Regions from separate parts of the Mus musculus genome. Here all the other regions are linked to region 3. The links are chromatin contacts, called in public HiCAR-type, HiChIP or PLAC-seq and promoter capture Hi-C maps. All regions are on one chromosome and are shown on one strand. Each heading gives the region's core, a stretch centred on a gene start, on an enhancer-like site or on the middle of the called end of the contact. The rest is flanking DNA. Distances are from core to core; before and after follow the strand shown.

Region 1 (3,932 bases), core at 413-2,912, 1.6 Mb after region 3:
TACGCTAAGTTAAAAATAATAAAGACTATCTTCTGATAAATAACATTTTGAATGCTTAAAAACTTAACAAAGATGTTGAGATGGTCACATACTTCATATAAAAATAAAAACTCAAAATAGACTCATATGTCCATCCATCTTGACCCAGTTCTGACCCTCAATCTTTAGCTGAGCTCTACCCTCTGGCTTGGCCCTATGGGCCTCCAGCTGCTCTCCAAATGGGACTACCAGCTGTAGTCTCTCAGTATGTGTCTTAGCTCTTTGCCTCTAGTCTAATAAGTCTTTCAAATCTTTGAACTATGCAGCATCTTTAATATGCACAGAAATATATAGAAATACACAAATATTATTAGTGTACAAAGTATAATGTGCAATCAGAGAGTTGGTATTAGTTAGCAATTGATGGTGGAATAAAAGCATGTTTGTCAACAACCAGATTATATCAAAGGAAATTTGAACGACCTGACAAATTGCGATATCAGAACTGAAACAGTATGTTATTCAATGAATTCTAATAATGCAGAAAGTCAGAAAGATTTTGGGGGGTAGGGAGTACATGTAATTTTGATTGTTCCAAGAAAGCTATTAAGTTTATGGTGTTTACATGTAATTTTGATTGTTCCAAGAAAGCTATTAAGTTTATGGTGTTTTGTTGTTGTTGTTTACTTTGTCTCATAACAATTTACTTTTCAATATTATATTGTATAAAATACCTCCAAATACATAGTGGACCCATAGCATAGCTAGCCTCTGGGGTTTGGAAGTAGGCATTTGGGAATAAATGGAAGAGTTCTGAAGTTTCTATATGCCAAACCATGTGAGTGAATGCCTACCTAAATACTCTATGAACATAAACAAGAAGATTGATAGAATGAACAAGCAGAACACAGTGATGGGAAGAGTAATCGGATGCCAAGGGAGGACACGGGGCAGCGGCCTGCCACAAAAAGTAGAGCTTTAGGGAAAAGCTTTAAAAAAACCTATTATTTAAAATATCCACATATACACCCCCGCCGTGTGTCTTGTTAACTGAGAAATTTGCCTTTTTGACCTTTTGTTGGATGGTAACTGTACTTTCACTACAGGTTTAACAGGACTATGTGCATCTTATAACTGGCATTCATCTCCGGCTCACACCGGCCATCAGTGGACCTGGGGCACGGAACGATAACGCATTACCTAGGGTTTCCTACTTCAGAGCTCGAGGTCTCGGAAAATAGAGAAAGGATGTCTGGGGCACAGGCAATAGGACTCAGGAAGTTCACCGCAGGGCTAGGAGGAAGATGAAGAGGCAAAAGGCAGCGGCCAGCTTGGGAAAGGGAGACAGACTTTAAATCCGGAAAAAGGAAATCTCGACCTTAGGTTTGGAGTAGAGAACTTAAGAGACTTAGGCTGCTTGATTCCTACCCTGGGGGGGATTTGACTTCTGGGGCTGAATGGACAAGACAGACGCCGCGTGAAAACCGCGAACTCACACCGTTTCTCACCTGTGTCCCAGGTCTACAGTCACCGCTCTGGATCCGGTGCTGCTCCACAACGCTCGCATCTGCAAATAGCTGAGTGCCCGATTCCGCCCGGGCCGGCCGAGGGGGCCGCAGCCCAGCGGTCGGAGGCACGGGCACAAGCAGCACAGCCTGCAGGCCGCCATGACACCCAGAGCGTGGAAGGCCTGGGCAGCGCCTCATTGGCCAGCACTCCTGTGGGCGGAGTCGGACGCAGTTTCGTTTCCGTGGAGCCTGCAAACTGCCGGGAAAGCAATCCTTGCAGGCTTTCTGTAATTGCCAGAGTCAAACCACCAGAATGCGTTTCTTTCAGTCAGCTTTTATTCCCCCACCCTTATCGGTGAAAAATAAGTACTACCTTAAAAAAAATGTATAGATTTAAAGAAAGCCCTTTAATACTTCCCGCGCCGTGTGTGTGTGTGTGTGTGTGTGTGTGTGTGTGTGTGTGTGTGCGCGCGCGCGCTAGTGTTATCACGGTTTGAAAGAAAGTCTTAGAACAATGTGTTTAATAAATGTAACAGTAAATAAATACTGAACAACTCACGATTATTTGGTTCTTACCTAAAGATCTAGGTTTGTGTCTATGGAAGGCCACCTGTAATTCCAACGTTCAGAGGCTGAGAATGAATCCATGAATCATCCTGGCTTGTTAGACTTGCCTGAGGGCTCCAGGTTCAGCAAGGGACCCTACCTCAAAAAATAAGTAGAGCGCTATCAAGCAAGACACCGTACTTTAACCTCTGGCTTCCACACATTCTTAACGTACACACACACACACACACACACACACACATATATATATATATATATATATATATACACACACGCGCACGCGCACACAGGCACACACGCCCAGTCACCTGCACACACTGGTGTATCCACACACATGCAAACTCGCACACACTTAGACACAAACATAACAAAGCAAAGCAAAACAAAACAAAACAAAAAACAAGAAAAAACTTTTTTTTTTGAGAACCCCTTGAATAATTTACCATTCATTCAGTTGTAAGTTTTGGAGAGGTATATTAAAATGGGAAGGAGTCTATGTTTCCTAATGTCACTCTAAAATAATTAGAATAGTAGTAATTTTGAGTCATAAATCAAAAGGAAATAAAAGCATTGATGTTATTCGACGCGTTCTCACGACCGGCCAGGAAGAACACCACAGACCAGAATCTTCTGCGGCAAAGCTTTATTCTTACATCTTCAGGAAAAGAGAGCAAGAAGCAAGAGAGAGAGAAAACGAAAACCCCGTCCCTCTTAAGGAGCATTCTCCTTCGCCTCGGACGTGTCACTCCTTGATTGGCTGCAGCCCATCGGCCGAGTTGACGTCACGGGGAAGGCAGAGCACAAGTAGTCATAAGATACCCTTGGCACATGCGCAGATTATTTGTTTACCACTTAGAACACAGGATGTCAGCGCCATCTTGTAACGGCGAATGTGGGGGCGGCTCCCAACATCTCCCCCTTTTTCTTTTAATAAGAGCAAATAGGCCACCCATATTAATGAGAGTGGAGATAGAGGTCAAATCCCCAGTGTGTAGGTAAAGGAGCCATGTACAGGATTAGCTCTTAGGCTTACAGGCTTTTACCCAGAGCAACCCTGACCTGCTCCCGTGTCGTTTTGCCTGGGGGAAGGGAACTAGGACACTGAACCTTCATGAAAGATGACATGTCTCCCTAGAATAGGCTCATATATGCCGCAGAGCCTTTCCATTGCAGTGCTTAGCCTTGCAACTCTCTCGGGCTGCTGAAGCACACTCACTCTATCCCGTGCAATGAGTCTAGCCTCATGGGATATAAGAGCTGAGTGGCCAGCGACCTATTGCCTAAGCATAGATAACCATATATCAGGGGGAGCTCCATGTTCTAGTCCTGCAAGCGCCTGGGCAATAACCACCTTGTCTCTCCTAGTTTAGGCCTTAAGCTTACAGACCAATCAAAGAAGCAACACTAATCCACAGCAAAGTGTATCTCCAAATAATATTAATCCCACCCATTTTTTAAAGAAAGAAAATGCTGAGGAGATCCAATTGGGTAATCCTTTGGTCAGGGACAGGTCCAAGCGCGTGGAGTTGACCTGAATGATGGCAAGCCTCGAAGGGTCTGTTCAAATTCAGCCATCCAATTCTGTAACATATACTGAAAAAGACTTTTTGACAAATTAGCTGCCCTAGTAAATTTAACATACTGAATGGAAATAACACACAATCCCGGAAACTTTTGTTCACATCCCTGCTGAGTTATTTGTCATAATACATCTAGTTGTATCTGGACAAGATCTATGAGTTGATTAACCAGCATGAGACCTCCCTGTATCTTGACATTAGCTGAGGCCTGTTCATCTATGACTGTAGTCACTGAGGCTGACAAAGTGTTAATGGTGTCAGTCATCTGGACCTGTCCAGACAGAGCCAAGGCTGTCTG
Region 2 (3,898 bases), core at 932-3,431, 1.4 Mb after region 3:
TCTGGCTTGCTCAGCTACCTTTCTTACACAAACGAAGACCACCGGCCCAGGGTAGGGACTGTCAGCGGTGGGTTGGGCATGAAGCAACCACATGAAGCAACCAAGAAAATGCCCCCACAGACTTGCCTGCAGGTGGGAAGGGCAAAGACATTTTCTAACTGAGGGTTTCCTTCTCCCTAAAGATCCCTGTGTCAAGGTGACAAAAACCTAACCCGCAAAAACCTCTTAAAATAGAAAGTATAAAAAGAAAAATAATTTCCATTAAAAAAAAAAAACGGAATTGATATATGTAAAATTAACAGAATAGTATACAGACTCTAACAAGCATTTATACTGAATTAATTTCTCACATATATAAAAGAAGTATCTTCAAGTCAAAAAGTACAAGATTCTTGTAATGATACTGGACTGAGAAAGAAGTCTAAATCTTCAGCAACTGATAACCACTTTAGTACTCACAATGAATCTGCACTACAATACCGTAACAATAAAATGGAGTCATTTGTATTACTCTGATCTAAGTACTGATATGCTTTCAATATTCAATTTCTAGCTCAAAAACCCCATTCCTACTTAACAGATGCTCAGTATTACAAACAAAAGATTTAACTAATTAACCCAGCTCTCAAGACTTCAGTTATTTATAAACCTCAAAATACCTTTAAACAATTCCTCAAATATTAAACAATTTAATAATTCATCAATAACACAATAAGCCATCTAATCAAACTTGGATATTTAAATTGTTTGCTACAAAGTCTTCCTGACCAATTGTAATGTTAACTGAATTTTTCACTTCTGAAACATATTAGTTCACCACTTTCCATTTTTGAACCACTTATTCTTATACTAAAAAGGTTAATAAATATCTTTCCACATATATAACTTCAGTTAAGTCTTTTCCCTGTGGTAGACAAGATTTCTCTATCTCCGTCATTTTACCAAATGACCAAAGATGACACAATGTAGTTTGAATTTCAGCAGTCAAGACAATAAATGACAAAACAGAATTGGCAAAGTCACGGATAAAGTTTACCAATTTTAACAGGTATAACTATTTGGTTGTGATAAATGGGGCAGGCACATAAGAATACCGCTCCTTCCAAGATCCAATTAAACTACCTGATTTTTTTTTTTCTGGCCAAAGAACCAAATTAAGTCGTGAAATCTAAGTTCAAAGTATGTAATGTTTCAAAGAATATAAGTTACCAAGAAAGAAGAAGACACTTACATTTGGAGCATGACCTGGTTCAAGAATACCCCATCCACTAAAGCCACATACTCATCCAGGTTAGTCCCATTTCCTGCAGCCAGAGGTCCAAACGTTTTAACCTAGAACAGAAGGATTATCACGACGTGAACGCCCACCTCCATCTCTGCAGCCACAAATAACACGGCCAAATATACCATAAAGGACATCTTCCTTACCCAAGTGACCAAGGGGCTGGTCATGAACTGCTCCAGAAGGGGAGTGAAGATTTCGTTCTCCATTTTACAGATTATATATTCAGGAGGGGGCGGGGGGAGGAAGTACCACAAATACGCCCAGGGAATTGGTCAGTAAATGTAGAAGACGGAATCAATGAAAGTTCATTCCGGCAGGAGAGGAAAATCCCATCGAAGAAGGGGAAGAGCTGTCCCTCCTTAGCCCCCCCGGGGAAACGAGCCCGAATCCCGCGCTGAGCCGCAGCCGATGCTGGCAGTCTGCACCCGGTGAGGAGGGGCAGAAAAAAGGCATCTGGAGGAGGAGGACGCGGAGAGCGGCCGGGGCACGAGACAAAAAGCCCGTCAAGGTTGCCCCGCTCCCGGGGGGAGCCGGCCAGCGCAGCGGCCGCCAAGAACTCAAGCCCAACGTGGGGGCCGAGGGGGCCGGGCTGGACCTGGGCGAGCGGTTCTGGGCGTTCCGGCCGCCAGTGGGCACGGGCGCCGAGAGCTGGGAGCGTCTGCCCGCAACCTCACAGCCTCAGGCGCGGCTCGCCCCTCTCCAGGCGCTCAGCATCCCTCCGCGGCCTCGCGCTCGCTTCAGCGCCCTGGCCTTGGCCGGGGTCCGGAGCACCGAGGCGTGTCCCTGACCGTCCGGCTGCAGGAGCCCCGCCAGCCTCCGTGTGCCTCAGCGACGCCCGGACGCTCCGCTGCCGCGCTCCAGCCTCCTCCGCCGCCCTCTGGAGGAGCTAGGGTAACGGCCTCGGAACCGCAGTGCCGCAGCACACCCGCCGCCGGCCTGGCGGGCGAGCGCGCCACTCCCTCCGCGCCAGTATCCTTCCGCCGACTCCCCGCCCTCCCGCGCCTCTACCTCTGGATTGTGGGAGAAGAAAACCGCTGCAAGAGCGCGCTCCCGCGTGAGCGCGCCCCCGGCCGGCCCGCCGCCGCCCAGATTCTGGCGGAGCGTGGACGCGCGGACGATGCAGCTGCGGCGGGGGCCCGCGTCGAGTCCGCGCCCCGGACGGATGCCAGGGTGTAGGGGGCGAGACTGAGGAACCGGGCAAGACTGAGGAACCGGGTCTGTCTGCTTGCTCGCTCATGTCTAATTATGGTTTCTTTCCTCCTGGAGCGCCTTCTTTCATGTGTGAAGGAAAAGGAACGAAACCCATCTTTTTTTTAAACACGAGGGGTGCAGACATCCTCTTTCGGACACTTTGATTTGCTCTGTTAAACATGCTTTCTCGCCCCCTAAAAGGCCTAGGAAAGCTGCAGCAAGAAGCAAAAGCACATCTTGGGGGGATGGAGGTTGTTTTTGTTTTCCCGTCTTTTCATATATATATGAAATATTTATAGATATAATATATATTTATATAATTTATATATTATATATATATGAAATATTTATAAGAGTCGAGAATAACCAAAGCTGCCTTTCAACATGGGATTTCCTGACTGGAGTTTCCATGATGCAGGCATTATTTTTTGACTTCTTGGTCACTGGGAAAAAAAATCCAAATTGAGAGCCACAAGAGAAAATATTTAGAAATCATCCAAGTTGTGTGACAAACATTTGTTAAAAATCATTTATCTTATGTACTAGAGGGCCCATCAAAATATGACAGTTCCACAGCAAATTAAATGTTATTCTTCCTCATACCCATAGCATGTCCAGGATAAGATGGAATAGAAAACATCTTTTTCCAAACACAATATGGTATTGTGATATTACAATGCATTTTATGTTTGCACAGTGCTTACAAGTACCTATCCTCTTTGACTACTCATATGTTTAATGATATCTATTTTTGTATGTTTTATTTTTCATTGATTGTATGAATTTTTGCCTTGGATGTATGTTTCTTCCCCACTTATGTGCCTGGTTCCTGTGGAGGTCAGAAGAGGGCACTAGGTTCCCTGGAACAGAGGTTAGAGGCAGCCATGAGCCACTGGATGCCAGGAATCAAACCCTGGTCCTCTGCACCAGCAACCAGAGCTCATAACCACTGAGTCATCTCTCCATCTCTCATAATTTAAGGTAACAGTAAACATGTTTTATCATATACTAAATTAAACACCACAATTTCTTCAGGATTTCTTTTGTTTGTTTGTTTGTCTGTTTGCTTGTTTTCAAGACAAGGTTTCTCTGTGTAGCTGTCCTGGAACTTACTTGTAGACCAGGCTGGCCTCGAACTCAGAAATCTGCCTGCCTCTTCCTCTGCCTTCCAAGTGCTGGGATTTAAGATGTGCACCACCACGCCCAGCAAAAGTTTGTTTGCGTCCAACGTGGGGCACGAACCTTCAGGATTTCTGATAGCAAGACTCACTAGCTGTGTGAACCTAGACACATTACTGAGCCCCTCTCTTCCCATGTAAAGCAAGAAAAAACAATAAAGACCCATGAGATGGCAGTTCATTGCAAATGATCTGCTACTGCAAGCAGTAGCATTGTGGTCATTATTCCCCGGAATTCTAATCT
Region 3 (4,029 bases), core at 1,384-3,883:
AGCCAAGCCTACCTAAAACCTTACTGGGAGGGAGAGGGTATCATAACTCCTTTTTAAATATTTAATAAGTAGCAAAATGATATAACATCAGAGCAAAAATAGTTCCCAGGAAACACTCTCATTTCATTTACAAGCAAGCAAAAGGACATGATTAAATAAGTTTCTCATATCTTCAGAATTGGTGAGGAAAAAATGAAATCTACTCCATTTCTTCTAGAACATGGCAAACATGATTACTTCAGGATTATATAGATGTTAAGCACAACACTAGGCTTTTAAACTGGGGAGGGTGAGCACAACTATACACAAACATGTCACCCTAATTCGTCTTCGAGAAGAAAACACACACCCAAGACCACAGTGTGCCCTATCAAATTCAAAGTGTCACATGGCAACGCAATTCCAAGAATTAGTTTCCAGTATTTAACCACTATTCCAAAATTAAAGTCTACATGACAGCACTTGTTGCAGGTTATTTACAGAAAACAGGAGCCACCACCATTAAGCCATCTAAACAGCAATACTGCTCTACACATCAAGCATGGTAACTCCATTATTATTTCTTGGTAATACTTGTACTTTAGGCAAAACAGCAACAAAGCCTAGTGCTAATTTACCAAACTCATTAACCAGATATTGGAAAATAAACATTTAACTGTGCTTATAAATCCAAGCTGGATGTCTTCACAAATTGGCATATACATACACATATTATACACCAAAGAAAAGTTGCATATATTCCCTGAAAACAATATTCCTTGGCAAGTCTATCAAAGTGACTAACAAACTTCATTTTTACTGTGTTCAAGTTACACAAACACCTAAGGAGAACACACAAAGTAACTCAATTTTAATCCTTTAAAAAGAGGGTTTTCTTTGATTACATTGATCTCCACATTTATGGATCCTTAATACCATAAACTTCTTTATAATCCACTCAACAGAGCTGTTAATCGTGACCACTTTATGGTCACTCTAAGAAAGACAAATTAAGTGCTTTAGTTTTGCATCTTTTAAGTAAAAGAGCTCTTTTCACTCGGTTGAAGAGTACAAAAAACTTGTCAGAAGCCCCCCAATAATTAGCACATAAAAATTATCCCGAAGAGAGATACAGCCCACTATTGTATTATAAAACCCTGAGTCATCACCCAGCTCACTCAGCAGATTCTGGGGAACACAAATGACATGCCCTGTGCAATCACTTATCGGTAACCATATGCATAAACATAGTCTTACCAAATTATATGTAGCGTACCAAACAAAACAGCAAAAATCTTATATAATAAGTTCTGCCAAAGTAAAGGCGCGCATAGAGCAAATGACCTCTCCAAACTTTTTGCTCCATCATTACTTTTCCCCCGTTCTAATTCTAATGACGCTATAATTTGCGGCTAGTGCGTACGGAAAACAAAAGAACTAACCAACTCAAAACCACACAGTCTGGCCAACAAAGCCCGGGATCAACCTAACAGCGCTCTTCACTATTTGCCTTAGAATAAGCGAAGTCGTGACCGAGGAAATGTCACAACAGGAACATACACTTTTCCTAGAATTCTAAGACAACATTCTCAACGTCTACTCAATCCGAGAATGCGCTGACTGTCCATTTGAAACGAATCGTTTCAATTAAATCCAGGAAGCCAGAACAGCAACCCAGACCCCCAAGAAACATAGTAACACAGAAAAACACACCACACACACACACACACACACACAACCTCTTACTGTCCCTACTTCCTACGGTAAGAAGTGTAAAGTGGATCGACGAGGAAGGAAAAACAAAACAAAACAACAACAAAAACAAAAAACAAACAACAAACCCAAAAAAACCACAGAAGCAAGGACAGGAGTCGCTTCCCCAAAGACCGAAGCTCTCTATCCCGCAGCTCCAAGCGCAGAACCCCAGGGAGAACCAATGGGAGCCGCTCGTCCCTATGCCCGGGTACGCCTGTGGCTCCCCAGAGCCTGGCACGTCAAGAGAAAGGACCAGAACGCTGATCGTGAGAGGCGACCGACAGGACCCAGAAGTCCCACGGAAAGCAACGAGGAGACTGGGTCTCCCCGGACTCGGCCGCGCCCCTGGAATCCTGCACCAGGTCAGCGCCGTCTGGACAGAACAGAGTTGAGCAGCACCAGCAGCGCAGACAAAGAGCCCGGCCCGCCGACGGCTTCAGCCCACTTACGTGGAGAGTTTCCGCGTCCAGAAGAGGCCCCCGGGCCACAGCTCTTGGAGCTGCACGGCCCGGCCCAGGTTGCTCTTGATCTGTGCCAGCTGCAAGTCGGACTCGGCGTCCAGCCGCTCGGCATAGGGCAGAAGCTTGTTGTACACGATCTCCTTCTGCGGGACGAAGGCCCGCGGGCCCAGTACCGGCCGCCCGCCAGGCTCGGGGGGCTCCCCGCCGCCCGCCCGCTCCGGAGCCTCCATTAGCCCGGGGCCGCCCCCGGCCCGACCCCCGGCCCCGGCCCCCGCCCCGCTGCGGGCTCAGCCTCGTCCGCGTCGCCTCGCCCTCGGCCCGACCGCTGGGCCCCCCTCCCGCCCCGGCTGCCCGGCGCGCTGCTGGACCCCGCGCGGCACCCGGTTCGTTGGCGGTGGCAGCGGCTGCTCGGCCCGGACCCCTCCGGCTCTTCTGGTGACGCTGCAGCCGCAGCGCCGGGAGGTTCCGGACCGGCCTCAAGTCACTTCCGGGGCGGGGCCACGGAGGCGGGGAGGAGGTAACCTGGCTGCTTTCTTGCAGTCAGCCGAGTTTGGTGTCAGCGACTGGGGTTGCCACGCGAGGCTGCCGGCGAGAAACAAGAGACCCTACTCTGCTCCAGCAGGATCCAGAGACACGGAATCCGACTACCTCTCCACGCTCAGTATCCTCTCTTCTGGGCCAGTTTACGGAAGAGCAGCTTGTATCCCAGCCGGGGGCGGGAGTGTGGACAGCGAAGCAGTATGAGCACAAAGAGTTCTAGGCCAACCTCTGCTTCCTACTGGCAACAGGAGACACTATCTTTAAAAAAACGTGTATGGAAGAATCTGTATACACAATAGTACCCTGTGTTCCTCTGTCCTTTTACCCCCCACCTTTCTGATATTTCCCCGTCCACCCTCCAAAAAAGTTACTCAACAAATATACTTTGTGTGTCATCTTCTCATTTAAGGTCCCTATAGAAAGTTTAAGAACGCCTAGTTCTGCCCTTAAGGACGTAGAGGCCTTTCCTGGCAACAAACTAATAAATTACAAGATAATGCATTGGTAAATACTGGATAAGTACCGAGATACCTGGGAATTCTAAATGAAGGCATATCACCTTCATAGAAGTTATTTTTAAATTAATCTGTAAGGTTGATGGCAATGTTATTTCGATAAAGAAAGGAGGAAGAAATAATTATCAGCTGACAGAAAAGACTGAGGCTGCAAGCTTGCTTTCTGATAACTCAAGATTCAGGCTGGTTAAAGATTGCTTGCCAGAAGGGAGTGAATACATGTATTGAGACTAAGAAGTAAATGCTGGAGAATTGAGATTGATCTTAAAAATAACAAGAAATTTCTAAGAGAGGACATTGTAACATGCGCCTGTCATCCCAGCATTTGGAAACTCAAGAGCAGGAGGGTTGTAGCTTAAAGCCAACCTGAGCTAAACAAAAAAACGAAACAAAACAAACTAACTAACTAACTGAAAAAACAGACAAGGATTACCAGCTGGTCTATGAGTTCTACTAGTGGTTGGCCTCTTTCCTAAGCTGAGTTCCATCCCTAGATCTTCAAGAAAATATTTTACAAAAAAAGTCACCATCTCAAAAGAGAATGTCTAAAAAACAATAAGCCTAAGGGCAGCATAATAAAATTTACTTTTGTTTCTTTTAGTTTTTGTTTTTGGTTTTGTTTTTTTGTTTGTGGTTTTTTGTTTTGTTTTAGTTTTTTTGTTTTTGTTTTTGTTTTGAGACTGGATTTTACTCTGTAGCCATGGCTATTATGAAACTGCTATGTGTTAAGACCTGTGTCTAGCCACCCATTTTGTGCTGTTACTAATATTATAAGGAAA
Region 4 (4,172 bases), core at 1,352-3,851, 1.6 Mb after region 3:
TATACAGAATACAGAGCAATTTCATAATAGGGTTACCATAGGGAGAATAGAGAATAGACAAAATGAGGTAGATACAAAGGAGATTTTACCTCTATCCATGTTAAACATTACAAAAGGTTGAAAAAATATATTATGTTAATATTGTTAAATCTGATGGTGTTATTATATAATGGAGTCCACTATATTATTCTCTAAACTATTTAATATTGTTAGTATTTCATAATAAAAATGAAAACATCCACAGATGACGTCATGTTAACTAATTAGAAATACTAAAACAGATTTCCTTTCCCAAAGTGACAATAAATATTAACAGAAAATGCTGCATAATTACCGATGTGTATATTTATTAAGTACCCATTTATTATTTTAAAATATGCATACAATTAGAAGCAGACTTAAATACTACTTAAAAAATTCTTCTCCTTGGTCAAAGGATTTAACTTCATACCACAAACAGGCTCTCCTTGCTTTAAAAACATCTCTTTGAATTATTTCTTAATGGTAGTAAGTGAACACTCTGAATTTTCTTTTAAGCCATTTCTTTCAAATGTGACTTAGAACAAAAGGTTTAGTGCATATAGAACAGACCTGGCTTACTTTAAAGATCAAAGAATACATTGTATTGCAATACAAACAGTGGCTCAATTAAAAACCAACATTAAATCACCAATATAAAAACTGCTTTTCAGTCTGAAACTCTCAAACTGAAGGAAAATATATATGGTTCCTAATTTTAGTTACCAAACTTTTTTTCTTGTCTGGAAAATATTCCCATCTTTGTCACATAAATAATACATCCTGGATCACAGATGAAGTTTTCAAATTAAAGATAAACAACTACTTGCCTGCTGTTTCTGATATGCAGTGTTTGGATTTATCTTTGACTCTAAGAGTAGCGATCCTGAAAGAGTAAAAAAAAAAAAAGTCTGAAATTATAAAACCTTCAGTAGCACACATCTAGTAAGCATTTCATGTCTTCTCACCAGATGAACATCTGAAGCTACAAATGTATTTTAATTCATATTTTCTAAATAAAGACTACATGGTTAACTTAGACTGTTTCATCCTACCTCCATATGTCCTCAGAAGGAAGGAAATGTGAAATCAATATTCAGACTATGAGGTAACTAAAACCTTTAAGGTCTAATTGACCATTTGAAGACTAAACTTTAACAAAAGCTGTTTCACTGAATTTCCTGTCTAACAAAACAAATTACAAGGACCCCAGAGAGACTTACCATACAAATGATATTTATCCTTTTCCTTTGACAAACCCTCCTCTTCATAATGTAGAAATAAATGCCTCTTAACTCCTAATGAGGGACTCTGCACTAGTACAACATTTGCCCAAAATGATCTAAGATTGCTATTCTTTTATTTCTTGAATGCATTAGCTGTTCCAGTTGGGCAGCTCTTGAGTATATATAAGTAGTAGCTTTTTTATTATGGCTGTCAGTTTTTAATATTAAAATGGTTTCTATGAATTCTGCAATCAACAAATACAACTTCACAGTCCGCTTTAGTTTTCTAACTTGCCGAGATTGTGGAACCCACTTTTTCACTCCCTACAACGGCAGCCTTGGAGGGATCAATCAATAAATATGTACGTGCTTGTGTGTTTCGTGGCAACAGTCTGTAGTAACTCCAAGAGAAAGTCCGTTTTAGTTTTCCCCAGCACCTGGCGATTGGAACAACTGAAACTTGTTTTTAAGGCAGAGTTTCTCTAAACCTTTTATGCTACATAGGTACAACCGACAGGACTGTACCTAAAGCGGCTCGGGAGTCGGGGGTCATCTCATGGGCGATATTCCTACCTGGTCTTCTACTGACTTCCCACTCATACATTCTAAACCTCAACTACCGGGTTGGGATGGGGGGGTGGGGGGGGGGGGAGAAGGAGTCAAATCCTCAATAGGGATGGAGGCGGAGAACTGCGAGTTCACGTCTGACAGAGAGTAAATCCAGGCCCAGCAGTTTGTTTTTATCGTAAAGAAGGGCAGGCTCAAGACCAATGCGCTGTCCCTAGTGGTGCTAGTCAGAATACAGTACCGGAGCGCAGCGCTTAACCCTCAGGTTGTGCCGCAACCGATGCACTATCCCCTACCCCACCGTTCCAATACCCTTACCGTCGGACTCGGCACGAACCAGCAGCGACATCCCCTTGAGCTCCTCTACGTAAGTGGAGGAGACGTGCCCGGTGCCTCGGTCGTCCCATTGCCGGTCTTCGTTAAGGGTATAGACCTTCACTCGCCTCCGTGTATCCGACATGGTGGCTTCTGGCCCCACCGTTCCAGCCGCCACCTCCTCGCTCACCTCGCCGGTATCCCTCACTCTTGAGAGCCGGTAGTGGCGGCAGCGGCGGTGGTGGCAGCGACTCTGGAGAGGCCCGAGTTTACCATGGCTCTAAAGGTTTAGCCGCGAGAAGGGGTGACCAGAGCCACCGAGAGCCCTCCGCTCGTGGTCTCCGCTACCCCTCCCTTCACCGCGGCGCACAACCACTCTCCCTTCCTTTTGCGTCCCGGAGCTCGCTCGCTCTCCCGCTGCCGCCGCCCGCCGCGGTTACTACTACAGATCCGCCATCTTGTAACCCGACTCTCTGCCTTTCTCTTCCTCTTCCAGCAGGTTCGTACGGGCTGCCCTAGCAGGGGCTACGGCGGCCGACGAGCCCAACGCACAGTACCTTTACCTCCGAACACACTTCCGGAGAGTCAGACCTCGGCGATCTCGCGAGGAGTGCGCCGCCGAGGTGAGCCGGCCAAGGAGGGACTTCCTCCTCTTTCGGCCCCGCTTCCTGATTCGGGAATCTCAGTTGGGCGGGGAAGTCCCGCGAGCTTTTCTACCTGCGCCGGGAGGAAGCGTGTGTAGAAGGTTGCCTTGGCGATGGAGTTGCCGAGTTGTTCTTCGGGATTTGTAGGGCTGATGTTGGTCATGTGGCGGGTTGTCAACTCTGGACTTGCTCTCAGCAGAACAGAGCCAGGCTGAGAAGTCCGAATGCGTGCACAGGACTAGAGTGAAGCCAAGTGTAGGGACTCAGGCTGACAGCCCGAAAAGGACTGAGACGGGGTGAGGGTGTTCGAGTCATTCGTGAAGACGATGGGAGGTCGAGCCTTCACCCACTAAAATCCGTTATAGAATCTGCGAGGCTTCTGCCGGGAAGGTGTTCCATGGCCACGATGAGCAGTGGGCGATCTAATGTTCCACAAACGCGTTGACAGTTCCTATTTCCCGCCGAAGCGTTCTTCCGTTAGCCGGGTACCACGGACCATTAAAAGGTTCAGAGAGACCGGCGGCAGCGACGAGGCAAGCACAGGCGTACAGCCTCACAATCCTCGGGGAGCTCTCAGCTTCATGTGCCGCAAGAACGGTTTCCAGCGTGAAGTTAACGTCGCTCAGAGCGTGACGCTCGCCCGAAGGCATCCGCTCCCAGCGTAGTTCTGCCGCCTCTCCGTTCTCTTATATGGTCCCTCAACTCTTGGCTCTAACCTGAAAGGTGAACACGGGGCAGGTGCACATGTTGATCCCGCGGTGTATTTCGGGAGTTGTAGTCATCACCATGCTTGTCAAAGTGTGCTTATGATTTGACGAGGTTAGGCGGCAACTCATGTTTAAAAGGGTGTCTTATGTACATAGTCGCTTGATTGAAAAGGATTTCAAAATTTGAACTATCATTGCGATTCTTTAAATGTATGAGGGACCAAGAAAATTAGCCTGGTCTGCTGTCATTTGCCTGTAACGACTGCATATGGAAATTGCAGCCTATGGTATGTAACAGGATTCTGCCTATGATAAAAGGACGTGAATCACTATACATAAGTCCCTGATAATCTGTGACTGATATGGACAAAATGTACTTTGAACCAGGGAAAATATGACTTGTTTGGGGAAGGCCATAGAAAGCTTTCCAGAGTCAGTGTTTTAGCCCAATGTTAGAGGACACCCAAGGATTTGTCTAAGCATCCTTTTCATTGCCCACTCTAAAGGAGAAAAGAACGTTGGCAAGAGCACTGGATAGATCCTGGAAGCCCACTCAGCCTTTAGGACAGAAATTTCAGGTGCCCAGAGCATTCTCTGTAGAATGTTTTGGTCAGGGTCCATCCAGCTTATGCTGTAGTCTGGAAGCATCACTGTGCCATAGCCATACCTTCCCCCAGAGTCTTTTACAAGGAAAC
Region 5 (3,796 bases), core at 307-2,806, 1.5 Mb after region 3:
TGTGTGTGTGTGTGTGTGTGTGTGTGTGTGTGTGGTGTGTGTGGTGTGTGTGTGTGTGTGTGTGGGGGGGGCTAGAGAGGAGGTGCTGCCACGGTGGACAGCTTCTGCAGTGGTGCTTCATGAAAGCTGTAGGCTGAGGCATGAAAAGTGTGGCCATTATGAACAGCTCCTGAGGGGCAGCTCCCGATGAGGTGAGAAAAGCAGTGTGCCACTGTGGACCACTCTTACGGCTCTTATGATGGCTGTAGGCTGAGATGTTGTGATACCGCCATTTTGGACAGCTCCTGAGGAGCCATAGGCTGGGCAGCAAGGAGGGGCCTGGAGCCCCTTTGATGACTTTTGTGGCTCAGCAGCTTTTGTGGTCCTCAGAGACTTCAATGATGAGACAGGTGACAAGACAAATCCCCACAGAAATGACCTTTTCGTCCATAAGGAAATTCTTGGACAGAAGACAAGATTAACTAGCTAACATACTAATTGCTGACTTGAGAGCTGGGTCCTCTATCAACAGCTTTAGTATATATTGAAATAGTTCTCAACCTGTGGGCCACGGATCAGAAATCCTGCACACCAGATTTACAACAGTTGTAAAGTTACAATATGGAGTAGCAATGCAATAATTCTATGGTTGGGTGTCACCACAATACGAGAAACTGTATTAAAAGGCTGCAGCATTAGGAAGGTTGAGAACCACTGAAACGTTGAGATCTTCAGGGTCCTCTGCCTCTAATACCCCTTTAGTTCCTCCTGAGCTTTCCATGAACATTTGCTGTATGTAGCTCCTGCCCTCAACCAGACCTGGTACTGTGCTGTCGGCCCAACACACAGTCACCTCTGGTTCTCACTGAGTCCTCCACTTCCACTTTCATGAAACTGAAGTTGTAGAGTCTGCTCCTCCAGCTCCTCACCACTCTCATTATATAGCCTTGGTGGGCCTGGGACTCTCAGGTCTGTCTGCCTGTGGCTATCAGGAGTATTGGGATTAAAGGTGTAGGCCACCACATCTAGTTATAAGATTCTTGGGAGTCCTCTGGCTCTTAAGTAGGAAGAGAGCAACCTTGATACTTTCTAAATACTGTCTATGAAAGCCTAATTAAATGGAGATTAACTGATTTTATACTTGTCCTAATTTTAGTTGTTGTTAACTAAGCTTAGACCCATCCTTAGACAGCAAGCAAACGGCTTGCAGAATCAATCAGTAAACCTCACAGAGCATATTTCTCTCAATTTTGTTTTCAAGGGCCAGGGGGTCTGAAGACCGCTAGGGATGAGGTGGGAGGAGGTCCTCAGGGAAGCCACGCCTTCAGCACGCCATTTTGAGACGGGCCGCGCGCACACGGGAGCGCGAACGCCGTCTCTAAGCGCAGTAGCCAATGCCCGCGCGTCTGCTCTCAGCCTAGCAACTACGGGCCAATGAGTGGAGGGCTATCGTTTGCCCCGTTCTCTTCTAGCCAATAGGAAACGTTCCTAATCCAGCCCCCCCCCTCCAGGAGCTCAGGACTCAGGCCTCACTTCCGGGCTGCTGCGTACGTTGTCATAGCGACCATTTTACGTTAACTGGTTTGTGGTGTCTAACCTGGGGGCCCGGCGATTGCGGGGACCTTGCTGCCCGCATTCTCCGTCGCTTCCTGCGGCCGAAAGGCCAGACAGGGCTGGGGGAATCCGGCCTAGGCGTCCGCGTCGCCGGGTGCGAGCGGGATGGCTGCGGAAGAAGAGGACGAAGTGGAATGGGTGGTGGAGAGCATCGCTGGGTTCCTGCGGGGCCCGGATTGGTCTATCCCCATCTTGGACTTTGTGGAGCAGAAATGCGAAGGTAAGAACCAGACTGTGAACAAGCCAAATATTACTGTCTCTGCCTGCCGGGCCTAGGACAGTTTTGTAGAAGGAATTACGTACATCCCTTCCCGAGTGGCTCGTTTGTTTGCAGACGTGAAATTGCTCACCAAGACTTTTCACCCACTCTGCCCGAGCGCCTGTCCTGAAGACATTAGACTTTAATCCCATGTTCGGCCTGTCACTTCACCCCGTATCTTTCTACCCCGCGCAAGTGGACTGTTTGGGTAACCAGCATCTTCCTCAGTTATTTGGGGAAAACGTCGTTTTTCTTCGAGTTCCTTCTGACCCCTGAGATGTCGCCCTGTGGACTCAGCCTATGAAATGACAAATTCACTCTGGCCATTTTATCTGCAAAGGGGGGCATTCGATTACTCCGGCAGGACCAAAGCAGGCGATGGGGAGGAAGAGCTTTCTAACAAACGAGATATACAAATGTGGCATTCTTTTGAAGGACCAGCATCAGTGCTTTCTGATCGGTTCATATCACGCTCATATCCGAGTTCATAAGACGAATTGGACTCTGTTCATAGAGAAGCAATCACAAACGATGTCCTATCCAACCTTTATCTTGGTTTTTTTTTTTTTTTTTTTTTTGCCTAGGCAATACTTGGAGGGTAGCAATATATATCGTCTGAACTTGTGTCTTAGGTTAGGGGGACAGACTTTTTGTAAAGATCGGTGCAATAGAGCTGGGGTGAGTGAATACTGACTCACAGCTGCAGAGAACACATTTCAGTGAAGGGAATCTTTTATACACTTTTCTAGGATGAGGTGGCCTGCTTGAAAAGTTAATGGGTTCCCAGGCATTTGAAGTATCTGCATACACTCGACAGTGACTGTACTGCAATGCAGCTTGTTTGAGATTCAGCTAACAGAGGGTTCTTATCCTGAATTGTCTTGCAAGACTTCTCTCAAACCCAAAATTCTATGAATCTAGTAAAGAAAGAATGTTGTTTGATCACTGAACCTTTTATTTTATTCTAACTGTTAAAGTTCAAACACGAGTTAAGTGTTTTGGTAGGCAGCTTTTATGAAGGATCAGAAAGCAAAGCAATTGACTTGTGTTCCTGTAGAATTTAGAGTGCTGTTAAAAGGTTGATGAATCATGGGGATAGCCTGGCCTCCTGCAAGAGGGATTATGTCTCCCACTGATTTTCATGTATTTTTGAGACTAAATCCTTAATAGAAATTGTGTGGGGTATGGTATGCCTTCTATCCATCCACAGGTGTCAAGAGTGGCTACATCTCGGTAGTAACAGCTGATTGTGCATTTTTACAGAGAAGCAAAGCTAGGGCTTACAAACACACCACAATGATGTAGTTTTAGAACTGAAAAGAATTAGTATTTGTATTGAATGCATGAGAAGTGTCACAGAGACCAAATGCAATGTAAAAAGAATTGAAGTCAGAACACTTGGAATAACTTTATACCTCACTGATGTGGGGCTGCCAATGTGCTGTTCTCTGCCTCAGAATGCTTAACGATTAGTTTGGACAGCTCTGTGATATTAACCTTTCAGTATTCACTGAGTTATCTTAGAGCAGACACTGGGGATAGATATGCTATCCTTAAAAAGTTTACAGTCTACCATAGAAGGTGCACAAGTAAAGAGTAAAATATAAAGTGTCAAGTGCAGGTACATAAATGTTAAAAATAAAGGCACTGAGAAGATGGCTTAGGGGCAAGAGTGTTGGTAAACTTGATGAGTTGAGTCAACCCACAACCCACATGGTGGAAGGGGAGAGAGAACAGGTGCCTGCAAGGACATTTATAAGATTTCTATATTTGTACTTAATTAAATGATTTGTTCTTTTACACTGTTTTATTATTATAAATCTAGTTTTTGATGATGAAGAAGAAAGCAAATTAACCTACACAGAAATCCATCAAGAATACAAAGAGCTGGTGAGTATTTCCCCCTGATTTTTGTTGTTTGAGATGGGGCTTCATTATGCAGTC
Region 6 (4,101 bases), core at 1,169-3,668, 1.5 Mb before region 3:
AAAATCTGCACATGGGTGGTCCGGATGCTGCATTACCACATCCTTGTCACAAACATGCACCATCTGAGGATTAGCTGCAGCACCTCTTTAACTAAACAGGCATTTGGTTGTGGGAAACCTTGGTGTTTGTGAATTGCCAGCCTGAGCAGGTCAGTGAGCAGGTAGGGCAGCCATGGGATTTCCCCCTAACCTTAGCACTGCCAAGTGCCCCTGGGAAACCTCAGGTGAGCCTTGTGCCCCATATCCCTGACATGGTAAGGCTGGTTCTGAGCTGCTTCCTGGGCACCACCTGCCATGTCCACGCAAGCAGCAGCTGCCCCCCTAAATGTGCTTGGTGGCAGACAATCGGGTGCACTGTGGCTGAGTTTGGGCCTCTTCATACAATGCTCCCATACCCGGCCGCCTTGATTCGCTGAACTCAGCAGAAACACAGAGCCCTTCGCGTGTCCGCAGAAACATGCCCAGAGAGAGGCCAAAGGATGGGACTTCTGTCATAGACTAAGTCGTGTGAGTGCGAGCCTTCGCTTTGAACTCGCAGAACCTGTAATGACTCCTATGAAGACAGTTACCGGAAGTCTTCTTATCCTTTAGGGACAGGGACACCCCCTACCTGCCAGGGTGGCAGAAGTTATGACATCAGACTTTGAGGAATACCTGACGCCCACCCACCACACTGTGCGAAGCGATTTGGGAAGGTGAGAACTCCAGTCGCAGGCAGGTCTGACTGTGGGCGGCTCTGCTTCTGGCCAGCTGTGACTCTGGGGTTCTCCAGACCCTCCCCTAGCCACCTTAGGAATGTCCTCTAGGCAGTGCATAACCGCAGTGTTCCTGCCAACCTCAGTGCATCCCGTAGTGTCCCCATCCCTGTTTCCCTCTGAGACCGAATACACAGGACCAGTTATTTCCTTCTTCAACCATTTATTAGGGATTCAGGGAAAGACCTGAGGGAGGGTTCAATAAAGGGGAGGAGAGGGATCATAGCTGGTCATGGGGGTCGTGGCGGTGGAGCTTAGCGGTACTTCTCAGTCAGGATAGAAGACAGGATAGACATGAACTTGTCCCAGGCTTCGTGGACCTCAGGGGTGAAGTCGGCGGGAAAGCGTGCGGCCATTGTGACCAGCAGACAGTGGGACAGGAGCTGCGGAGGGAAGGGAATTTCAGTGCTCAGTGCAGCAGAGACCCCACCCGCTTTTTTTCCTTGTCTCTTTCTCTGCTGACCTCTCCCTCCCTTCTCATAAACCCACCTTGAAGTTGACCGGATCCACACGCAGGATGTAGGCATGCAGCTCGCTCAGCTTAGTCAAAGCACTAGAGAGGTTGTCGATGCTCTTAACCGCATCCCCTACGGCGGTCATGATCTTGAAGCCGTGGGCCCGCAACTGCTGAGACCCATGGTGCAGGTCGAAGTGGGGGAAGTAGGTCTTCGTCTGGGGGTAGCTGCAGAAGAGCCTAGGGGCCGGGAGAAAGCGTTAGTTTTACAAGTAAGTATTGGTTAGGGAGAGGGCTAGGACACTGGCTCTTGCCTTGGGCTCAAAATGTAAGGGATATACAAATTTAAAGACCTACCAGACAGAAAACAAAGTAGTGGTTTACATAGTATTTAAGGAAATGAAATGCAAAAAAATGTACATTGAATAATACAAAAAGCATTCGGAGAGATGGCACTTACTGCCCTGGAGAGAATGCACTACTGTCCGTAACTAAGATGCAAGGGGATTTGATGCCTCTAGCTTCTAATGGCACCTACGCTTGCGCTCTCTCTCGCTCTCTCTCTCTCTCTCTCTCTCTCTCTCTCTCTCTCTCTCTCACACACACACACACACACACACACACAAAATCTTTTAAAAACAACCCCAAGAGCGATGTTACTATTTCCTATTGCACAAGGGTCTACATGGCAGATCCCTGTATCCACTCTGTATCCACTCACTCTCTATCCACCTATAGCTGTTTATTCATCCATTCATTCCTATTCACTCAACAAATACCTGAGGAGCCACATGGAAGACTCTGGTGAGCTCTGTGAATGCCAGCCCACCTCCTTTAGCAGCTTGTCTGCCTGCCTGGATCCCCTCCTCACAAGCTTTGATCTCTCAGTCCTCTCCACGTTGTCCTCTCTGCCTCTGTCCTTACTGTCCTGACCATACTGTCCTCATGACCCCTTCTCAGTGGCTTCTCCTCACTAACTGCTCTTTGTCACTTCTGTCTCACCAATCCCTCTTCTGACCTGCTTACTCAAGCCATGGTGCCTGGACTTACCTCTCTAGAGTCTCAGTGCCAATGGGCTCGGCCTGAGCAGCCATCTTCTCCCACATGGACATGATGATAGCTCTCTCATTCTTCATCAGAGACATGGTGGTGGTGGTGGTGAGGGTTGGAGGCTGCGCTGGAGTTGAGTGCACTCAAGACTGGCCTGATGGTGCTTGTCCCCAGTGTCTCCTTTATATACACATGGTCAGGGACCTGTCAGGCTGTGGCCACTGGTTAGGAGAGGGGAGGGGGCTTGCAGGGTGGAGCCTGTTATCAGAGCCAGCAACAATGGGAATTAGGGCTTGGTGGGACTGTAAGGGCAAGTGCTATCGCTCTTGCCCACTGCCCATGGCCTTAGGAGGGGTGTTGGCCTTAGTCCCACACAGAATCCAGGAGAGATAGGGGCCCAGCCATGTCAGGAGGTCATTCTTGTATCCAGACCTGCACTGTCCTTTCTCATTTCAGAATCACAAATTGTCTGAGCCATCCCTGTCACCTAATGTCAGTGACTCTTGGGTTCCCTCCAAGGAAGCAGTAATTCCTCTCACTTAGCACTGAGGGAAGATCATGGAAGTCTGCTCTCACTAGGAGGAGTAACGGGTCAACAAAAGATCTCCAGTCTCCAGCTAGCCCTCCATACCAACCAATATACAATGAAATGCACAGTTCTCTTAGTTTTTATCTTAACATGGAGATAGGTTGGTTTGCTCATTGTCCTGGACTGACACATATATAGATCTATGTAGCTCCACCATCTTAAAACTCCACAGCCACCCATTTGGAGCCCTCATCTTCCTCTTGCTCCTAACCTAACCTAATTCATCCTTTTCAAAAATGTGTGTAACTGGAATCATACCATATTTTACCTTTTTAAGACTGGCTTTCTTTCCCCTTGTATAATATCCTGTAGATCCATCTGCTTTTGTATTCACCAGTAGTTGGCTACTTTTTATTTTGTGGTATGAATATGCAGCAGTTTGTCCTTCGTCCACATTCACAGAGAGACCTCTGTGTGAGCTTACAATTCTATTTCTCTATATCTGTGTCAGTTGATACATCTGTATCTAAGAGTAGAATTCCTGGCATATGCAAGGTGTATATTTAATCTTATAAAGAATTGCCAAACCATTTTCATGAGTGTCCTTACTACTTTATATTCCTATGTATCAATGCCAGCCTTTTTTGAATCTTAGCTGTTGGATAGGTAAGTAATGATATAGCATGGTGGCTGAAAACAGAATTTTTCCAATGGCCAGTGATGGAAGATCTCTCTGGGTGCCTATTTTTCATCTTTGGTATTGTCTCTGCTCAAGCACGTTGTCTACCTATAAAAGGTACCTTGTGCACATTTCAACTGGGCCATTTTCTTACCAGTGATTTATAGACATTCTATACATAATCTGGATCATTTGGGGGGGGTCAGATATGCTATTTGCAAATACCTTCCCCTAGGTTTACACTTTCCAGATAGTCTTTCATTTCTCATGTATCATTTATTTGTTTTGTGTGTGAAGGGCACACATGTGCACATGTGTGGAGGCAAGAAGACTACTACCTCACACTGTTAAGCCTGGTTTTAAGGGCCTCTACACATTATGGCATCTCACCCAGCCCTCAGTTCATCTTAATAGTCCTTTTTATAAAGTCAACGTTTTAATTTGGATCAAGTCTAACTAATCAAGCTTCTATTTTAGAACTCATTCTTTTGGGGTGGACTTAGTGGTAAGTGCACCATACATACTTAGTGGTAAGTGCCAACATACAAGAGGCAGAGTTAGAGGCATCTTGGTGAGCCTGAGGGCAACCTGGTCTACATAGCAAGTTGCAGGATAGCCAGGGCTTCATAGTGAG
Region 7 (4,124 bases), core at 892-3,391, 1.5 Mb before region 3:
GCTAGGATCTTGGCCCAGGAACTTATAGAGCCTCTTTGCTGAGTCCAATACCATGAGGAAGGGGTTTCTTCAGAAATAGCTGGAACTTCAGGCCTTTGAAGTCTAGCCTGGGCTAGAACAGGGCTAGCCTTGGCCATTCTGTCTTCTCCCCAGCTAGGTAGTGTCCAGGATCCATCTCTACATCTCTCTGTGGGGTGCTTGGAAGCTAAGCTGTGGGTTCAGGAAGTACCCGTTGAGATTCCTTTTACAGCTCAGGGATTCTAACCACACAGATGCTGGCAGAGTACTACACAAGACCTGGAGGTAGTGTAGAAGCCTGTCTATCCCAACACCTATTCACCAGTTCCAGAGTATTAGAAACTGCAGCTGACTTCTGTTCGGCACAGTCAATAAAAGTATGTGAGAAGCCACGGGTTGGATTCTTCCACCCAAAGCTTAGGTCAATAGGGCAGGTAGGAGGTTCTGGGACTGTGGAGAATTGGGTCTGTGGAGACTGGATGAAGGCTTGACTATTTGTCCACACTCCTCTGCTCAAACTGTCCATGCCCTGACTCAGGACTTGAGGATGTGTTTCACCTGGGGAATCCTGAAGCCATATGCTGAGATGGGCATTTGTCTGTAGGCATCATGCTCTCAGGAACAACGCCTGTGTGTGTGGATGGACATGGAGGGGTTTGCCAGGGGCGGGGGCTGTCACAGACTCCCCTGCACTATGGGAACTCCAAGGTCGATGGAGCAATGAGTCCTGGAAAGCTACTTTTCTGTCACTGTGTGCTGACAGCACTGTGGTATTCTTGCATTGAAGATGACTTGGGCTGGAGAGATGGCTCAGCAGCTAAGAGAGCTTTCTGCCTTTACAGAGGACCAGAGCTTGGCTCCCAGCACACACACTGGACAGCTCACAACTGCCTATAACTACAGTTCCAGGAGGATCTGATGCCCCCTCTGGCATGTGTGGGCACCTGCAACCACACACAGAGATAAAAATAAACACAGAAGAATTCTTTCTGTAAGAAAAGACGACTGACCCCTGGGTGTGTCTTCACAGTGAGTCTCCTGTAGGACTTCTTGCAGCTGGTAATAGATTTCTAGGTCTCAACAAAGGTCTAGGTGACCCTGCAGCATCCACAGCAGGAAGGAGTAGGGACCTACAGGCACCAGATGCCCGGTTCCTGTGGCCGGTTCCCTGATTTTCCAGAAAGGATGCAACCCCCGCACCTCCAGCCAGCCCAGTTTGGGCGTCCAGACCCTGCTTATTCCTAGCATGAGTCAAGAATGCTAGGCATGAAGACTGTCCCATCTCTGGCTTGGCATGTGTGGGTTACAGGAGCCCAGAACATCTGCACCACGACAGCTTTCTTCTCCCTCAGCCTTCAGCCTCAGCCGAGAGCAAAAGAAGCACTTCCTGTCCAGTATACAGAGTGATGAACCGTGCCTGACGTTATACGTGAGCACTGAGGCTGAAGAGAGAAGAGTGAGCGCATGCGCGGATGTAATGGCTTGAGGGGTGGCAGGTGTAGTCTAACCCTTGTACCTGCTGGGAAAGAAGTAGGGGAAGGGGTAATTGCTGAGCTGCGGTTCCTGTGAAATGGTGTATCAGTGTATGAACGTGAGTGTGCACACTTATAAATGTGTTAGGGTAGAGAGTGTGAGCCCATGGAAGTGCATTTTGAATAGGTGTGCGCACGTGTCTGTGTAAACAGGTGCGAGAGGCCTGAATGCATGAATGTTTGTTAGAAAGATCAGGCGCGTGTGCACAGGACAAGTGAGAGCTTCGGGACCCTCAGTGATGTGCCAGTGCGTGCCTTCGGAAGGGGCGTTCAATCTGCCTTTTAGGTCCCTTCCCACGCCACCCTCTTGCTTTGGAGGTCCCCTTCCTCTCTTCCCAAGCACAGGGGCAGCACAAGATGAAGGAGTATGGAAAGGCGAGTCCAAGACAGATGTTATGATTAAGGTGGTCGCTGGCGAGCCCGACTCCCAGCTACAGGTGTCTCTGCGGGACCCCTGGCAGAGCACAGCCGGAGGTCTTCCCGGAGGAGGCGCCCGGGGCTGGCAGCGGGCGGCGCGCATTCCTCAGCCCTGAGTCAGGCGGCCGCCCCTCTGCCGGGCCCGCCCCCGGCGCGCACGCCCCTCGGCCCGTGGCATTCCCAGGCGGACGGGTCGGGCCGGCGCGCGGGCGGCGCAGGCAGGGACTAGGCGCGGGCGCCCTCCCGGCCCGCAGCGGCGGCAGCAGCCGGTGCAGACCCTTCTGAGGACCCTACGGCGGTGAGTGGCGGCCGGGGTCTTTGCGCGGGGTTCCGGGCGGGCGAGTGCGGAGCTTGCGTTCTGGCGCGTGTCCGCCGATCGCTGGCAGTCGGTGCGCGGAGTTTCCCGAGCGCCGGCGCAGGCGGCGCGGCCCGGATTCCAGCCCGGCGCCCCACAGAAATAGCCCGTGGTCGGATCGGCGCGGCCTGGCGGGCGGGGCAGCGGAGTAGCAGCCCCGCCGGGTCCCCGGGGACAGGAGTCCGGGGGCCGCAGCCGCCCTGAGCGGCCCCTCCGCTGCCAGCCCCCACACCCCATGCCCTCCGTGCTCCCAGGGCCCCGAAGGTGGCGTCTGAAACTCTGCACAGAGAGCGCGACTTCGGGCCACAGGGTCCGCTTCCTCCCACTCACGGGAGTAACAGTGGCAGCTGCGGGCCGGGGAGCTCGGCTGGGCCTGCTCGGCCCGTTTCAGCCCGGTTCGCATCGGCAAACTCGGGAAGTGCCTCCAAAGACATCTCCTGCCCTGTACAGTGGCCCCGGGGGCGAGCCCGAGGCCACAGTCGGGATCTTGAAGTAGGCCTGGGCGCGGTGGGGTGACCGCGGACCCCAAGGGCTCAGGGATAGGCGAGAGGGCCTGTCTGTCCTGCTGGGAGCACGCTAGTAGAGCTGGGTGGAGAACGGTCAAGGGACTCCCCCTAGGCTTTCTTTCCGCTCAGATAGTCCGGACCAGAGTTCCTGCTCCGTGTGCCTCTTGGAGTAGTGTGTCTGTCTGCGTGGGCGGGGCCTGGATCCGGAGGCCCCCCGCTCTGTCCTGGGAAAGCCCCCCCTCCCCACTTCCTGTTGAAGCCGGGAGAAGATTCTAGGATGAAACTGGCTTTTCAGGTTTAGACCAGCTAAGAAGTCGGGGCAGTCCCAGGCTAGGTGCTCCCCACCTCCATGGGGCGAGCCTCAGCCCCTTGCCCCCGCCCTTAAGCCTAGAGGATGCTGGGGAACTCAGCAGCTGGCCAGTTCTCAAGAGGTTGCAGAGGCTGAGCCCTATGCTTACCAGGGTCATTCTGGGCAATCCGGGTAAGAGGGCAAGGGTGTCGGGTAGGTCCAGTACAGTACAGGGTAGGGTAGTACAGGTTCTGGCACCAGTCCACAGAACTCCAGGCAGCCTCCATGGCTGGCTAGCTCCTCTGCAGGAGCCTTACTGGGAAGTCCACTTGGGTGAGCCAGTATAGCTCCCCTCGGGGTCTAGAGGTGCTGGTTTGGGTCTCCCATTAAGGGACAGTCAGGGCCCTCCCTCCTATCGCCCTAGCTCTAGTCCTCAGCGGAGCCCCTTCCCTTGCCCAGCCCCAAGTGCTCTGCAGCCGTTGGAGCTAAGGATCCCTCCCAGTTCCCTGGCAGACCTGGCCGAGGTGCTGAACTCCCTTGAGGCCCTGTGACCTCAGGCAGTAAAAAGCCTCTCTGAGTCAATCTGTAAAATGGGAGGACAGGAGTGATTACTTCTGCCACCGGTTATAACATCAACAGGGTTCGTTGGGCTCAGGTCTGAGGCAGGTGTCCCCGGCTTTTGGTGACTGAAGCTGTTGTTGCAGACTCAGTTTACCCTTCTGGAGCCTCTCCAGTTTTGTCCTGCTTCCTTTGGGTTCTGGGAGGGGTTTCTGAGTCAGTACAGGGGAACTCTGTACCCCTCCTCCATTCAGAGACTCAGCTGGACTACAGATTGGGCATCAGAAGTGTCCATCTTAGTGGACACTAATCCAGAATTTGACCTACAGTTAGCTCCTGACTCCAAGCCCTTTCTGAGTGGCTGGCTTAGACAGGTCCCCTTTCCCCTCTGAACCCCACCTGGATCCAGGAATTTGACTGGTATCAGAGACCCCCTGAGCTATGTGTGC

What was found. Promoter capture Hi-C pulls out the DNA fragments that hold promoters and counts their contacts. HiCAR-type assays count read pairs that join an accessible place to other places. HiChIP or PLAC-seq counts read pairs in DNA pulled down with a chosen protein or histone mark. Capture Hi-C pulls out chosen DNA fragments and counts their contacts.
Region 1: a contact with region 3 is called in an H3K4me3 HiChIP or PLAC-seq map of pro-B cells, with 6 times the contacts expected there. The contact joins the promoter of Pnpt1 here to the promoter of Psme4 in region 3. A contact is called at or near these places in 1 of 39 promoter capture datasets (pre-B cells), 2 of 115 datasets of contacts at active chromatin or transcription factors (the 230-238 cell line and pro-B cells) and 1 of 9 other capture datasets (adipose tissue).
Region 2: a contact with region 3 is called in a HiCAR-type map of astrocytes, with 5 times the contacts expected there. The contact joins the promoter of Ccdc88a here to the promoter of Psme4 in region 3. A contact is called at or near these places in 1 of 39 promoter capture datasets (cranial neural crest), 1 of 115 datasets of contacts at active chromatin or transcription factors (astrocytes) and 2 of 9 other capture datasets (adipose tissue and liver).
Region 4: a HiCAR-type map of astrocytes shows a contact between it and region 3, with 6 times the contacts expected there. The contact joins the promoter of Ppp4r3b here to the promoter of Psme4 in region 3. A contact is called at or near these places in 3 of 39 promoter capture datasets (the C10 cell line, cranial neural crest and pre-B cells), 1 of 484 Hi-C or Micro-C datasets (CD8 T cells), 8 of 115 datasets of contacts at active chromatin or transcription factors (astrocytes, embryonic forebrain, embryonic hindbrain and 5 more) and 2 of 9 other capture datasets (adipose tissue and liver).
Region 5: a promoter capture Hi-C map of adipose tissue shows a contact between it and region 3, with 4 times the contacts expected there. The contact joins the promoter of Cfap36 here to the promoter of Psme4 in region 3. A contact is called at or near these places in 3 of 39 promoter capture datasets (the C10 cell line, hippocampal neurons and second pharyngeal arch cranial neural crest), 1 of 484 Hi-C or Micro-C datasets (CD4 T cells), 2 of 115 datasets of contacts at active chromatin or transcription factors (large pre-B cells and stem cell-derived neural progenitor cells) and 3 of 9 other capture datasets (adipose tissue, liver and macrophages).
Region 6: a contact with region 3 is called in a promoter capture Hi-C map of stem cell-derived epiblast-like cells, with 2.7 times the contacts expected there. The contact joins the promoter of Hba-x here to the promoter of Psme4 in region 3. A contact is called at or near these places in 2 of 39 promoter capture datasets (embryonic stem cells and stem cell-derived epiblast-like cells) and 1 of 115 datasets of contacts at active chromatin or transcription factors (embryonic stem cells).
Region 7: a contact with region 3 is called in a promoter capture Hi-C map of pre-B cells, with 2.7 times the contacts expected there. The contact joins the promoter of Rhbdf1 here to the promoter of Psme4 in region 3. A contact is called at or near these places in 2 of 39 promoter capture datasets (liver and pre-B cells) and 2 of 115 datasets of contacts at active chromatin or transcription factors (astrocytes and pancreatic cancer cells).

Annotation. Positions count from the first base shown.
Region 1 is chr11:29,128,474-29,132,405 of GRCm38.p6, reverse strand. Pnpt1 (polyribonucleotide nucleotidyltransferase 1) reads right to left here and starts at 1,662. Exons shown (of 28, transcript NM_027869.2): 1 at 1,488-1,662. The coding sequence starts at 1,648.
Region 2 is chr11:29,371,941-29,375,838 of GRCm38.p6, reverse strand. It overlaps Ccdc88a (coiled coil domain containing 88A), which reads right to left and starts at 2,181. Exons shown (of 31, transcript NM_001363368.1): 1 at 1,429-2,181; 2 at 1,232-1,332. The coding sequence starts at 1,491.
Region 3 is chr11:30,770,379-30,774,407 of GRCm38.p6, reverse strand. It overlaps Psme4 (proteasome (prosome, macropain) activator subunit 4), which reads right to left and starts at 2,633. Exons shown (of 47, transcript NM_134013.3): 1 at 2,184-2,633. The coding sequence starts at 2,425.
Region 4 is chr11:29,171,405-29,175,576 of GRCm38.p6, reverse strand. It overlaps Ppp4r3b (protein phosphatase 4 regulatory subunit 3B), which reads right to left and starts at 2,601. Exons shown (of 16, transcript NM_134034.3): 1 at 2,130-2,601; 2 at 849-904. The coding sequence starts at 2,271.
Region 5 is chr11:29,245,032-29,248,827 of GRCm38.p6, reverse strand. It overlaps Cfap36 (cilia and flagella associated protein 36), which reads left to right and starts at 1,556. Exons shown (of 10, transcript NM_025740.3): 1 at 1,556-1,813; 2 at 3,678-3,742. The coding sequence starts at 1,699.
Region 6 is chr11:32,274,917-32,279,017 of GRCm38.p6, reverse strand. Hba-x (hemoglobin X, alpha-like embryonic chain in Hba complex) reads right to left here and starts at 2,418. Exons shown (of 3, transcript NM_010405.4): 1 at 2,260-2,418; 2 at 1,245-1,449; 3 at 902-1,138. The coding sequence starts at 2,354. The coding sequence ends at 1,010.
Region 7 is chr11:32,220,310-32,224,433 of GRCm38.p6, reverse strand. Rhbdf1 (rhomboid 5 homolog 1) reads left to right here and starts at 2,141. Exons shown (of 18, transcript NM_010117.2): 1 at 2,141-2,265.